3 separate regions of the Mus musculus genome follow, and all the other regions are linked to region 1. Evidence: chromatin contacts called from public HiChIP or PLAC-seq data. All regions are on one chromosome and are shown on one strand. The core of a region is the stretch at or near the end of the contact, and the rest is flanking DNA. Distances in the headings are between cores, read along the strand shown. Region 1 has its middle 26 kb from the start of Gm22845. Region 2 has its middle 46 kb from the start of Gm23979. Region 3 has its middle 59 kb from the start of Gm33734.

Region 1 (4,545 bases), core at 1,252-3,751:
GGGAAAGGTGGTAAGCAGAGAGAACAGTAGAGCATGTGTAAAAAGGAAGTCAAGGGAATATCTTAGCTGGAGATCCTTAGTACAATGTGTTGAACATTGAATGCCTAAGGAAGAGGGGAACAGAGATGAAAGGGGAGAGCACTGCCCTCTGAGAAGGAAGGATAGTAGAGCATATGTAAAGAGGGGAACACTGTGGGTGGAAAAGTTTAGGCAGGGAGTCATGGAAGGGAGTTGGAGAGACCAGGGTGTAGGATTGAACAGAATAGAAGAATACAAACTATACAGAAAACAAGGTATTACCACCTGTGCAATAGAAGCTTGACTGTGGTGAATATAACCAACTGCCCCTGAATGGATTCAAGATCCCTGATACTGAGGGAAGACCATTGCCTTGTGCTGTAAGTTTGGCCAACAACTCAGGTTTGGGGAAGTAGTAAGCCCAGGTGGGGAACAAAGTTCTGATGGGTAACTGACAGCACAACTGCCTTATAAATACTTATGCTTTTACCTGTAGACAAAAGCTGCTCTTAGCCTTAATCAAAGAAGTCCCTCTTAAAATGAGCAGTGGAGAATGATATGTGGCTGCCCAAGATGCAGAAAACAAGCAGCAGATGTGCATCCAGCTCTAAACATGTCGCTTATCCCCAGTCTGAGTCTGGAGCTACACTGTGGAAGAGGAAGGGGGAAGTGTGAAAAGAGCAAATGATTTCAAAATGCCATCCCCTGGACTTGAAACAACTGCTGTAAACATCAATTCACATAAACTGTAGTTATACACCCTGGGCTCACAATATACCAGACCCAGTAAAAGTTATCAATGAAGGGGGAGGGTGCTTACAAGGCCCGACGCTTTACTGCTGAACTATTGACTACAGAGAAGTCTCTTGTGATCCATCTCAAGGGGAAGCTCCAAGGCCTGACACAGTTACTGATGCTATGGTGTGCTTACAGATAGAAGCCTAACATGGCTGCCCTCTGAGAGGCCCCAAAAAAGCAGCTGACTGAGACAGATGCAGATACTTACACCCAACCATTGGACTGAAGTTGGGAACCCTTGTGGTTCAATTAGGGAAAGGCTGGAAGAAGCTGAGGAGGAGAGCAACTGCATAGGAAGACCAGCAGCAGTCTCCACTAATCTGAACCCCTGAAATCTCTCAGACACTGAGCTACCAACCAGGCAGCATACAAGAGCTGCTTGGAAGCTGTGACACATAAAGAGCAGAGGACTGCCTGGTCTGACCTCAGTGGGAGAAGATGCTCCTAATCCTAGAGAGACTTGAGGCCCCGTGGGGTGGGAAGGTCTGGCAGGGACAGGAGGTGGTGACAGCCTTTTGAAGAAAGGTGTAGGGTGAACCAAGAGGGAAGAAATGACTGGAATATAAAAAAATAAAATAAAAAGAAAAGAAATTAAAAAATAGGGAGATGTTTGTAGTTTTGTACTGTCTTCTGAGCCTACCACACCAGGTTCTGACAAATAACTTCAAGCCTGTGTTCACACAGATGGCTCTTACAAATCTTGGTGGGTCAAAAAAAAAAAAAGACACAAATATAAGAGTGAGACATGTGGGAAGGTAGGTGGGGCAGAGGTGGCATGGAGGTAGGAGGGGGGAGTAGTCAGTATGGAATGTATCCATATGAATGTATCCATAGGTGAAATTGTGAAAATAAAGGAAAACTAAAGTATATAAAAATAAATTTTAAAAGGGAGAGAAAAAAAGGAAGAAAATCTTGTGAGCTTCATCCAGGGAATGTAAAAGTATACTTATTCTTAACACACAGTTTTTGATATTTGGTTCCAATAGTAATTTGTAATCAGATATGGTAATATTCTTGACAAAAGTTTTATAACCAAGTTGAACAGATTTCGTACAGCAAACATGTGTCTTACTGACCCCTCATACGTGCCAAAGTTATGGCAGTATATCATTCTTAGTGAAGGACCTTCTGTTGTGGCAAGGGTAATTGGTTCAAAACCTTGTGGGTAGATTAAAGCAGCTATAACCAGAATCGGAACTCAGTTCCACCGAGGCTCTATTTCCTACCAGCAGTTGGTGTGCAGTGGACTCTTTCTCTCTTCATTACAATCAATTCTTAACCCTCACATGGGCCCACTTTATATCTTTTTTCATAAAGTTTAAATCCTGCTAAATTCAAAGTGTTGAAATAAACTTATTTACTTCCAGACTTCTGAAAATTTTAAGATGGAATATTTGTGTGGCTGAGTTTTGATTATAAAAAAATTCTGTTGTAACAGACAGTCTCTAAAGTTCCTGCAAGCAAATTGGGAAGCCTTATAGTAAAATGTTCACAATATGAACAATTCAATCGATAGACAGGATTGAGACTCTCAGCCAAGCCATGCTCACATTGGCGAAAAGAACAGAGTATAATTAGCTGCCCTAGCAGGATCACAAGTCTCCTTTCCGGGGGAGCTCTGGAGAGAACAGCCTCAGGGTACACACAGCTGCAGGATTCTCATTCCTTTGGGCTGGCTCATCACATATGTGGCTTCATGATATTCAAACCTTGGGTCTCAAACAATCTTTTCCCATTTTCTTGCTATGTATGCTTGACTCAGTAGCTTTGTTTATTTTCTTAAAATATTTAATTTGGTTTGTGCTTCCTGGTGTGGCTTGGCTAGGTTTTTTCCTAAGGGCAGTCTTCTTGAATCTCCTTGTCATTCATAATGCCACACCTCCAGAAGGACTGCACACTTCCTAAGTGTTGGGCACTGGTACCATCCCATCTTCATCTGAGGGTTGAGGTTTCATGAATTGCTTCACTGGGTCCACAAATGCTTGAGATATGGTCCAAGTTATGATGACCCATGCCAAAAGAATCAACCTTCTCGTTTTTCAACCAAGTTTTCTGACCATTATTACTGAGGTTCTGATAGTCTTCACACTGACTTTTTCCAGGCTATGAGGCAGAGGGAGCGGCTCCCTTCACTGCTCCAACTCTAGAAGCAGCTTTAGTTCTACTTTACTTGCACCCAACAGCTTTTGTGTCCCCCCACCCAGAGGAAAAACATACAATTATTTCCCCAACATTTTCAACATTCCAAAGCAACTAGTCCTGGGGTTCCCTGTGTGCAAATGGCCATTGCTCTTTCTCGGAGCAGAACTACAGGCTGGAAGCTATTGGCTTTCTTAGCATCCCCTTCAAAGAAGGAAAATACCAGAGCCTCCTGAACCAACAGTGAGACATGTTTGACTAGCAATGATGAAATGTCTTCTATAAACACTCCCTAACTACTCTCCTTCTCTTTCCAGGACTGATTCACCACTGAAATATTTGTGTCACTCAAGTTCAAGTACATGAAACCAAATCCTTTGGTGTCGGTGGCTCTCAGTGCCACAGAGGGCAGCATGAACTTTACCAGGGAGGGTGGCCATTAAATAATCCAGAGCAAGCTGATGGCCTCTGACAAGCTTTCTAGCTCAACAGACAAAGTTGGGACCAGAACTTATTATGTCAGATCCGTGGCGCACACTGGGAACCCTTGTTGCACAGTCATTTCCTCTCAGATGTTTCTGGTTTTACTAATACAGAATGCGCATTGCCAATACAAGAAGAGTTAGACTCAATGCCCCCAAGATGCCATTAGCAGGCAGTGCAGTCTTGTGTTAATTCAGAGCCATCTACTTAAGACTTTGTGACCATAATTCAAGTTTACTTGAATTCTCCAAAAAGGCGATTTTAAAAATGCATTTTCAGAGGAATAAAGACTGCCAGGGAATATCAAGCATCCTCTGGGGTTTGGCTGAGAGAGAAACACTGAGAATGATAAAACAGAAGTGAGGAATAGATAGATCCTTCCATGTCCAAGGACAAACAGAAAACTTCTCTGTAAAGAAGTCTCCTGGGGAGTCTTCCCACTGTGAAATTACTGACCTTAGTGTCATGGTTATAGTTCGAAAGTTATATTTTTTCCTTACAGAAAATTAAACTTAAGTTTCACAGAACTAGGATATGTAAAAGGATTAAATTCTCAGAACAGTCAGTGCATGTCTAAGATCTAATTCCAGTAGTAAATATTATAATTCTATATACTGCTGCTGCTGCTGCTGCTGCTGATACTACTACTATTTTCAGAATAAAGCTGGATATTTATGCATTGGTTTACTGTTCTCTTTTGTGAATAATAAGCAACGTCTACAAGGTATATTTAATGTCTTGACATTGAAACGTTTCATCTTCACTTAAATGTTCATGAACAAGAATTATACAATGAAAGTATAAAAATAGATGGATCTTTGAATTTAAGGCCAGCATGGTCTATGGAGTGAGTTCCAGGCCAGCGAGGGCTACAAAGAGGAAACCCTGTCTTGAAAAACCAATAATATATATGTGTGTGTGTGTGTGTGTGTATGTGTGTATGCATATACACACATACACACACAGATATATATGTATGTATGTATATATATATATATATATATATATATGTATGTATATATATAAAACCTTGGTTTTGGTCATTTATGTAGCTATTCTTCAGCCACATGTGTTCCCATTCAGGCTGAACATCACTGACTATTCCAT
Region 2 (4,545 bases), core at 535-3,034, 150 kb before region 1:
TAACATATTTCAACTGCCATATCTGAATTTCTCTAGAAATCATTGAGGTCATCTTCATGCTGTGGAAATATAATCAAAAAAATATTTGGAAGAAAAGCTAAACTGCAATTGACATAGGACCCATTTAAAGCACCATCACATTTTGCAGATGAAGCAAATGGACACAGCTCCAGCTGACTGGCCATTGCCAAATAGCCCAGTAAGGTCACGAGGACAGCCACATCACTACTGACATGTTTTCAATGGCAGGTGGACATGTTCTGAATATAAACTGCCAAACAGATCATATTGCTACACTTAAGGGTCCATGAGCTCTACCTCAGCCTCTCCCATTTCTTATGAATGCTCCAAGAAGAATGGGGAATTCCTATCACCTCATAGAGTTCAGGTGGTGCAGTTCTGAGATTCATGTTTAGTGACTCAAGCTGCTCAACTTCACCACAAAGCCAAGGACTCTCTGCTTGCAATAATGGAAAAGGAGTTGACTTTTAGTGGGAACAGACCACAAACTAGTCATTGTTTTTGAACCATTTACATTGACTAATTGAGTTCTCAGGCACACCCTATGAGATAGATACTCTTATTATGTCTAGTTTTCCTTATGGGAAACCTAAGCTAAGAGGTCAGGTGGATTGCTCAAATTCACAGAGTTGGTAAGTAGATATGCTGAAATTTAAATTTAAATGTCAATATTTTACTGCTCAGCCCTCCTTTGTGAGCAGGGAGCTGTGTGTGCCCCCTTTTCACAATCTTTATGCAACTTTTTTCATATTACCATATCAATACAGAATATTTTCTTTCCTGGGTCTAGCTCCAAGTCCTCCTGTCTATTTCACAAAACAAGGGGATTAGTATTGGAGTTACAATGACTGGTTATTCTCTGTGCTGTGTCATCTTCAGCCTCTAATTGTGGCCTCAGAGTTGACAGATGAATAGCCTTTCACCAGCTCCTTAACTGGACAGCTTAATGTAGAGTATAAATTGCAACCTTGAACCTCCAAGTTCAAAGTACACTAATTTGATGGGACTAGTAAACATTACACTGTGTTCTGAGACTCTGAAGAATCTAGCCAAGATTTTCCAGGAAGAACATCATCTAACTATTGTTAAAATGTGAGGAAGCATAATATTTACAGCAAAATTTTTTCCTCACATGGCACTGATAAAAGGACACAATACTTTCCCCTCTGTTAGAGCTGAGAAACAGAAATCTGGCAAATGACTTGCTTCAATTGAGAAGCCAAGAGCTTTGAGCTTGTTAGCTTCACTCTGTCCCCAACTAGCTGTATGGCCTTGGTCCTGACTATTTTTTTCCCTCTTTCTGCAGCACATAGGCTGGTTTTTGATTCCTGAGTTCTTTATTAGCTTTGAAATTCTATAATTTATTAGGATGAAAGTGAGTTTATCCTAATTAAATGCTGTTCTGTAGATGGAAGTTTAAAGATAGATTCGAGGTTAGTTTAGAGGATAGAAATGTATTTAACTCAAGAAAATTTTAAAAAGTTTAGAAATAAAAGAACAATAAAAGAAATAAAGAACAATGAAGAAAAAAGGCTCTGGGTGCTAAGACTGAGCAGTCACTAATGCTGGATACAGAATCCAACAATCCCCAGTGCTGCAGCTAGCATCAACCCGATATTCCACGGACTACATGTCACAGCTTTTTAACTTTTACCCACAGAACTTTCTGCTAGTAGGAACACGCTGTTTCCCAATGAAGCCAGTCTGGAGGTATCTCAGTGACTCATGGGCTTGGTGAACTCAGAGCATCTGTGTTGCTAAGATACAAAGAGATTGAGCATATCAGCCAGGACTTCAGATTTTCAAATTAGTACACTGTCTAGGCAGCATTCTACTTACTCCAGTGATGGTGACTCATCAACCTACAATAAAGACAGAAGTGTCTGGTATTGACTTCTTTCTATAAAAAACCCTCTTCGTTCCCTTTGTCCCTGTGGGGAAGTAGGAATGATAGTTTGTTGCCACAGCAGCAGTAAACAAGGCAGGAAATGTTTTATATTTTGCCCAAGAGCAACTTCTAGCTAGTTGAGAGGTCTACATGTACATTCCCCATCTTCCGCGTTCCACTCCCCATCACCTTTCCAACCTAGTTCTCTCCCTCTATCTGCCTCCTTTTTTTTTCCATTTTTTATTAGGTATTTAGCTCATTTACATTTCCAATGCTATACCAAAAGTCCCCCATACCCACCCACCCCCACTCCCCTACCCACCCACTCCCCCTTTTTGGCCCTGGCGTTCCCCTGTACTGGGACATATAAAGTTTGCGTGTCCAATAGGCCTCTCTTTCCAGTGATGGCTGACTAGGCCATCTTTTGATACATATGCAGCTAGAGTCAAGAGCTCCGGGGTACTGGTTAGTTCATAATATTGTTCCACCTATAGGGTTGCAGATCCCTTTAGCTCCTTGGGTACTTTCTCTAGGTCCTCCATTGGGAGCCCTGTGATCCATCCATTAACTGACTGTGAGCATCCACTTCTGTGTTTGCTAGGCCCCGGCATAGTCTCACAAGAGACAGCTACATCTGGGTCCTTTCGATAAAATCTTGCTAGTGTATGCAATGGTGTCAGCGTTTGGATGCTGATTATGGGGTGGATCCCTGGATATGGCAGTCTCTACATGGTCCATCCTTTCATCTCAGCTCCAAACTTTGTCTCTGTAACTCCTTCCATGGGTGTTTTGTTCCTAATCGATCCATACTTATCTCCTTGTACTAAGGTCAAATCTAAGTGGATCAAGGAACTTCACATAAAACCAGAGACACTGAAACTTATAGAGGAGAAAGTGGGGAAAAGCCTTGAAGATATGGGCACAGGGGAAAAATTCCTGAACAGAACAGCAATGGCTTGTGCTGTAAGATCGAGAATTGACAAATGGGACCTAATGAAACTCCAAAGTTTCTGCAAGGCAAAAGACACCGTCAATAAGACAAAAAGACCACCAACAGATTGGGAAAGGATCTTTACCTATCCTAAATCAGATAGGGGACTAATATCCAACATATATAAAGAACTCAAGAAGGTGGACTTCAGAAAATCAAATAACCCCATTAAAAAATGGGGCTCAGAACTGAACAAAGAATTCTCACCTGAGGAATACCGAATGGCTGAGAAGCACCTGAAAAAATGTTCAACATCCTTAATCATCAGGGAAATGCAAATCAAAACAACCCTGAGATTCCACCTCACACCAGTCAGAATGGCTAAGATCAAAAATTCAGGTGACAGCAGATGCTGGAGTGGATGTGGAGAAAGAGGAACACTCCTCCATTGTTGGTGGGATTGCAGGCTTGTACAACCACTCTGGAAATCAGTCTGGTGGTTCCTCAGAAAATTGGACATAGTACTACTGGAGGATCCAGCAATACCTCTCCTGGGCATATATCCAGAGGATGCCCCAACTGGTAAGAAGGACACATGCTCCACTATGTTCATAGCAGCCTTATTTATAATAGCCAGAAGCTGGAAAGAACCCAGATGCCCCTCAACAGAGGAATGGATACAGAAAATGTGGTACATCTACACAATGGAATACTACTCAGCTATTAAAAAGAATGAATTTATGAAATTCCTAGCCAAATGGATGGACCTGGAGGGCATCATCCTGAGTGAGGTAACACATTCACAAAGGAACTCACACAATATGTACTCACTGATAAGTGGATATTAGCCCCAAACCTAGGATACCCACGATATAAGATACAATTTGCTAAACACATGAAACTCAAGAAGAATGAAGTGTGGACACTATGCCCCTCCATCTACCTCCTATGACTATTCTATCCCCCCTTCTAAGTGAGACTCAAGCATTCTCCCCTGGACCTTCCTTCTTGTTTAGCTTCGTTGGGTTTGTGGAATAAGTATCCTGTATTTCATGGCTAATATCCACTTATGAATACATATCTTGTGTGCCCTTTTGAGTCTGGGTTACCTCACTTGGTGATATTCTTAATTTTCATCCATTTGCTTGCAAGATTCATTTTTTTAATAGATAAATAGTATTCCACTGTGTAGATGTACCACATTTCTTTATACATTCTTCAGTTGAGGGACATTTAAGTTATTTCCTTCCGGCTTTTTCAAACGAAGCTGCTATGAACATAGTTGTGAAGGGGTGTCTTTGTAGTATAGTGGGGAATCTTTTGGTTATATGCCCAGGAGTGGTATAGCTGAGTCTTGAGGTAGAACTATTCCCAGTTTTCTGAGAAATGGACAAATTGATTTCCAAAGTTGTTGTACAAGTTTGCACTGCCACCAGCAATTAAGGAGTGTTCTTGCTCCAAATCTTTGACACCAGGTGTTGTCACTTGAGCTTTTGATCTTAGCCCTTCTAATGGGTGTAAGATGGAATCTCAGAGTTGTTTTGATTTGCATTTCCATGATGACTAAGGGCAAGCTAAACACTGGGTGGAGCTTGCGGACTCTTATGGAAGAATTGAGCCCAGAAGGGGATAGGAACTCCACAGAAAGACAAAAAAGAGTCAATTAACCTGGACCCTTGGGGGCTCTCAGAGACTGAAGCACCAA
Region 3 (4,545 bases), core at 1,477-3,976, 140 kb after region 1:
AAAGGAATAGCAGTGGCTCATCTTTTACTAACAACTTCAACAAGTATACAGACACTGGCACCTCGGCTCTGAAGGTTATGTGTATTGCTCATGTTTCTTATGCTATTTCCACTTCAATCTTTAGGTCTTCGCCTCTTCTTCTTTTCATGAGAGTAAGCCACAGAGAATCAGAGGTAATGAGCATACCCCGGCTCACTTGCCTGGCAGTGGTGGTGTGAACTGAAGGTCTTCTCACACCACCATACCTGGATCTTCCATGACACTGATTTCCCTGCGAACGTCCTCAACCATGAGAATTGAGGCTGACATAGACTGAAAACCATTAAGTAATTACATTTATTAAGTATGTTTACATTGATATCTAAATAGTATATAAATATATTTTAAACATCATACAGAAACAGAGCCCTGCTAAGTACAGGCTATTTTTTGCAACTTCATGGTTGATTTATTTTTACAATTTATATGTATGCTTCATAGTTTATATAAATTACTAACAATAATTATTGTCATCATTTGTGTATTGAAATGATATGTAAACATACACAAATATATAACTTATAGCAATGCAAATTAAAGACAAATATACATGAATATATAATACATAAGCATGACATATGACATAAAATAGTATAAATTCAGAATTTGTGATCTAACCTACAGCATGTAATATAATATGTAATATAATCTAATATAGGGATATATACAGCTTAATATAGTATTTATTTAAGATATATAATGACAATTACATCACATGCTCATCTAAAATTATACATATTTGTTTATAGAATTGTCATATACCAACATACAGTATTATTATAGTAAATAATATTCATTCACAGTATCCTATAGTAAGGGAAAAAACAATGATATCTCTGTTCAGGATATGACTGGGTATTTACCCTGAAATATGAAACCCTTATTTCAAATCCCAAACACCCATATATAAACCTTTACATAGGTATGTGTACTTGTAACCTCAACTTTGTGGTTGGAGGTAGATGGATCCTGAGACCTCACTAGACAGTAAGGCTTTCTGAAATGGCAAGTTCCTGGTTCTGCAAAGAGACACTGTTTCAAGGCAGTAAGGTAGAGAGTGATCTAGGCCAATAGTCTGTGTCCTGCTCTAGCCTCTGCATGCAACTGCATGGGCATATGCACTCATATACTCATGTGCAGGCACCATGCACACATATATCATCAATACAAAAATAACATAGAAAATACATGAAATTTGGTGATATGTTACGTAGTATGACAACAAATACATTGAACTCTACATTATATAATATAGTGGCTTCAGCCCTGGGGAATGAACATTTGTTGATTGTCATTTCTTTGGAAAGAGTACAGGGCATCTTTCATGTTGCTGCCTCTAGACCTCAACAAACCTGCAAGAATAGTTTTCATCCTTAGAAAAGCAATGGAACCTGAAGTCACAATTTTTTTCTCTTTAAAAACACAGTACTAGCAAAAAGAACCATGAGTAACTCTAGTTCTTTCTAATTTAATAATAATTGTAGACCCTTGGAGTTGGAGATATGTCTCAGAGGTTAAGAATACCAGCTGCTTTTCCAGAGGACCTGGATTTGATTCCTAAATGCTTTCATGGTCTGACAACTCCAGTGCCAGCAGATTTGATTCTTGCAGGCACTGCATGAACATGGTGAATATACATACATAATACATAATATGTAATACATAATATGTAATACATAATATGTAATACATAATATGTAATACATAATACATACATGCCTAATACATGCATGCATACACACATATACATAAATGCATTCAGTCAAAACTCACATAAACATAAAAAAACATGAAAAATCATGTGCTTTGTGTGTGTGTGTGTGTGTGTGTGTGTGTGTGTGTGTGTGTATGTGTGTGTGTGTTTTCTATCAAGTCAGATAAGTGAGTCAGTGAGGGCAAGAAATGGAGGAAATACAGGGAGAGAAAGGAATTGTGTTTGGGGCTTGCCCTGTCCTTACATTTGAAAGCATTACAGAACTTGTAACTTCTCACTGATGGAAAGAAAGGCTAAGGAAGCCCATACTACTACACCACAGTCTTTCAGTCTCCTTGGGGTAAAGGGCAAGAGGCAAGGATTTAGAGCACGTGTCCTGACGTAGCCACATGTACTCTGGGTGGCAGAAACCCTGCAGTGTGACACCATTATGACCAGAATCCATAAGCTCAAAGCATTCTTTGGAATTCAATGCCTCTGATTGCTGTGTAAGTGCTTGATATTGGAAAGACTGCCAGAAACAAGACAGATGAGGAGGAGCTGCCAGCTGGGCACTGAATCAACAGTGCCAACACTGGGAAAAAGCATGCGAGTCCATGGAGATCTCTTAGCTATTTACCAAAGGGGAGGATTGTTTATTTCCTAGGTATCTCCCAAAGAGCCCATTTATGAGCTCCATTTATGACTTCAAACAAGCTATCTGGCAGAGATGTGGCAGCAAAGATAAGGAAAGGACTAATTAATGCTCTTGCACCATGCTTCAACACCCAGATCTGTAATTACCCAAGTTGTGTGCTTAACCACCAAAATTTATTTTAAAATACAAACTAGCTTTTAAGTATCTTTTAAAATGTGACTAATAGTTTTATCTTGTTCCTGGCACCATTTCCTCTGCTTGTTAGGGTTATAAATAGGGTATTCCACTTGGCAAGAGTCTTGACCGTGGCATTGCTGCAATGGTTCTATAGTTACTCTAACAAAACAGAACATAACTGGCATATTTCTCCTCAAACTTTCCTAACATTTACACTGCCATCTGCATACTTTTCCTTTGACTTCACTCTGAAAATCACATGCTCTTCTGATGCATACCAGAGACTTGACTATGTAGACATTTGGTGGGGGTGGGGGAAAGAAATCTAGAGAGAACAGTGAGAATTAGCAGCATTTTCTCATTTCTGATGTCAGACACTTATTACCTGCAACACTGCAACCATTTTTAAGAAGTATTTAATCAAGCTTTCTTTGAGGTCAATTCTGGATAAGGGACAAAATTCCCTGTTAATGTACCACTGTGAATAACAGCATTGCTTTCTTGGGGGTTATATAGTTAATTTCCTACATTCCAATAAATCTATAGAGAAGTGTGCCAATGGAATGTACAGGCTGTGTGTGTGTGTGCCCATGTATATGTGGGCACAAGGAAAATCAATGGTGAGTTTTACAAACTCAAGTGACTAAGTTATAATTAAAGACTTAGAGCATATAAATGTTCATTGCCAATGTTTGAAATAAATGTTAGATAATGTACATGGTTGTGTAAAAGCATGGAGATGATAAAAAATACTTTCAGAGAAAGACATAAAAATACAAATTTCACAAGTTTGTTTCTAAGATACTTGAGGCCCCTTAATACATAGCTGATTTTCACCCTGTTCAGGTTTAAAAAAATAAAGAAGAAGAAGAAGAAAAGAAAGAAAGAAAGAAAGAGAGAAAGAAAGGAAGGAAGGAAGGAAGAAAGGAAGAAAGAAAGAAAGAAAGAAAGAAAGAAAGAAAGAAAGAAAGAAAGAAAGAAAGAAAGGAAGAAAGAAAGGAAGAAAGAAAGGAAGAAAGGTAGTTTAGGCACTAGTTTAAGGGTTTTTTTTTGGGTTATTTGTTGTTTTGGCTTTCTGTTTGTTTGTTTGTTTGTTTGTTTATATTTTGCTTGTTGGTCTGGTTTGTTTTGGTTAATGGCAAAGAATTCTTAGAAGTGCAATATTTGGGCAGGCAAATGAAGATAGCCTTCTCTGTGATATTGGATAAATTATCCCACCAGTATCACATGGTTAGTCAAAGCATCAGTTTAATGAATGTCAAGCTGGGCAGTGGTGGTGCATGCCTTTAATCCCCACTTGGGAGGAAGAGGCAGGTGGATTTCTGAGTTTGAGGCCAACCTGGTCTACAAAGTGAGTTCCAGGACAGCCAGGGCTACACAGAGAAGCCCTGTCTCAAAAAAGAAAACAAACAAACAAAAAAAAAACCAAACAAACAAAAAAGGAAAGTCTAAGTGTCCACTGATTGTTTTTGAATCTCTAGGTGTTCTGTTTGTGCTTTTACATCCTGGAGTAAAGGCCAGGGTATTGTGTAATTATACTGTGTGACTTCAATCCATTGCCTGAGTGTCTCTGGGTGAGAATTTACCACCACAGAAACAATCTAGAACTTAATTGTGAAGCCCTTTTTGTTGTAAAAGAAAACAGTGACTGGTGTGTGGTGTGGGTGATTGTGTGTATATTGATGTTGCTGTTTTTGTATTTTTTTTTCTTTAGTGTGACTGTTTACTGCTTGTGGTTTTGACATTTTTGTCTTGTATCCTTACGAATTTAGGATTTCCTTAGGATCTCAAGAAGCAATAGTTTGTATCACTGTTTTAACATTACTTTCAGATGTAGAAGGGAATGGACATTTATATGTAATTGAATAAAATGAAGTGATATTCAGAATATAATATCTTATGGCTTTGAAATAATATAGACAACATGTTGGATAAGTTGTTTTGGTTTTGTCATTCTAAGTTCATTGGAAACTAAGAA

What was found. HiChIP or PLAC-seq counts read pairs in DNA pulled down with a chosen protein or histone mark.
Region 2: a CTCF HiChIP or PLAC-seq map of the NIH/3T3 cell line shows a contact between it and region 1, with 11 read pairs. The contact joins two enhancer-like sites.
Region 3: a FOXA1 HiChIP or PLAC-seq map of pancreatic cancer cells shows a contact between it and region 1. The contact joins two enhancer-like sites. A contact is called at or near these places in 5 of 484 Hi-C or Micro-C datasets (the HL-1 cell line, embryonic fibroblasts, muscle stem cells and 1 more) and 1 of 115 datasets of contacts at active chromatin or transcription factors (pancreatic cancer cells).

Annotation. Positions count from the first base shown.
Region 1 is chr12:9,836,885-9,841,429 of GRCm38.p6, forward strand. No RefSeq gene overlaps it. Among named protein-coding and RNA genes, the nearest start is that of Gm22845, 26 kb to the right of the region's middle. Within about 2 kb of position 2,502, at least 62 of the 459 cell types and tissues checked have an H3K27ac peak or open chromatin away from gene starts, as enhancers often do. A contact at or near this core is called in the HL-1 cell line, the NIH/3T3 cell line, embryonic fibroblasts and 2 more, where this site is marked.
Region 2 is chr12:9,687,982-9,692,526 of GRCm38.p6, forward strand. No RefSeq gene overlaps it. Among named protein-coding and RNA genes, the nearest start is that of Gm23979, 46 kb to the left of the region's middle. Within about 2 kb of position 1,785, at least 38 of the 459 cell types and tissues checked have an H3K27ac peak or open chromatin away from gene starts, as enhancers often do. A contact at or near this core is called in the NIH/3T3 cell line, where this site is marked.
Region 3 is chr12:9,976,570-9,981,114 of GRCm38.p6, forward strand. No RefSeq gene overlaps it. Among named protein-coding and RNA genes, the nearest start is that of Gm33734, 59 kb to the left of the region's middle. Within about 2 kb of position 2,727, at least 60 of the 459 cell types and tissues checked have an H3K27ac peak or open chromatin away from gene starts, as enhancers often do. A contact at or near this core is called in the HL-1 cell line, embryonic fibroblasts, muscle stem cells and 1 more, where this site is marked.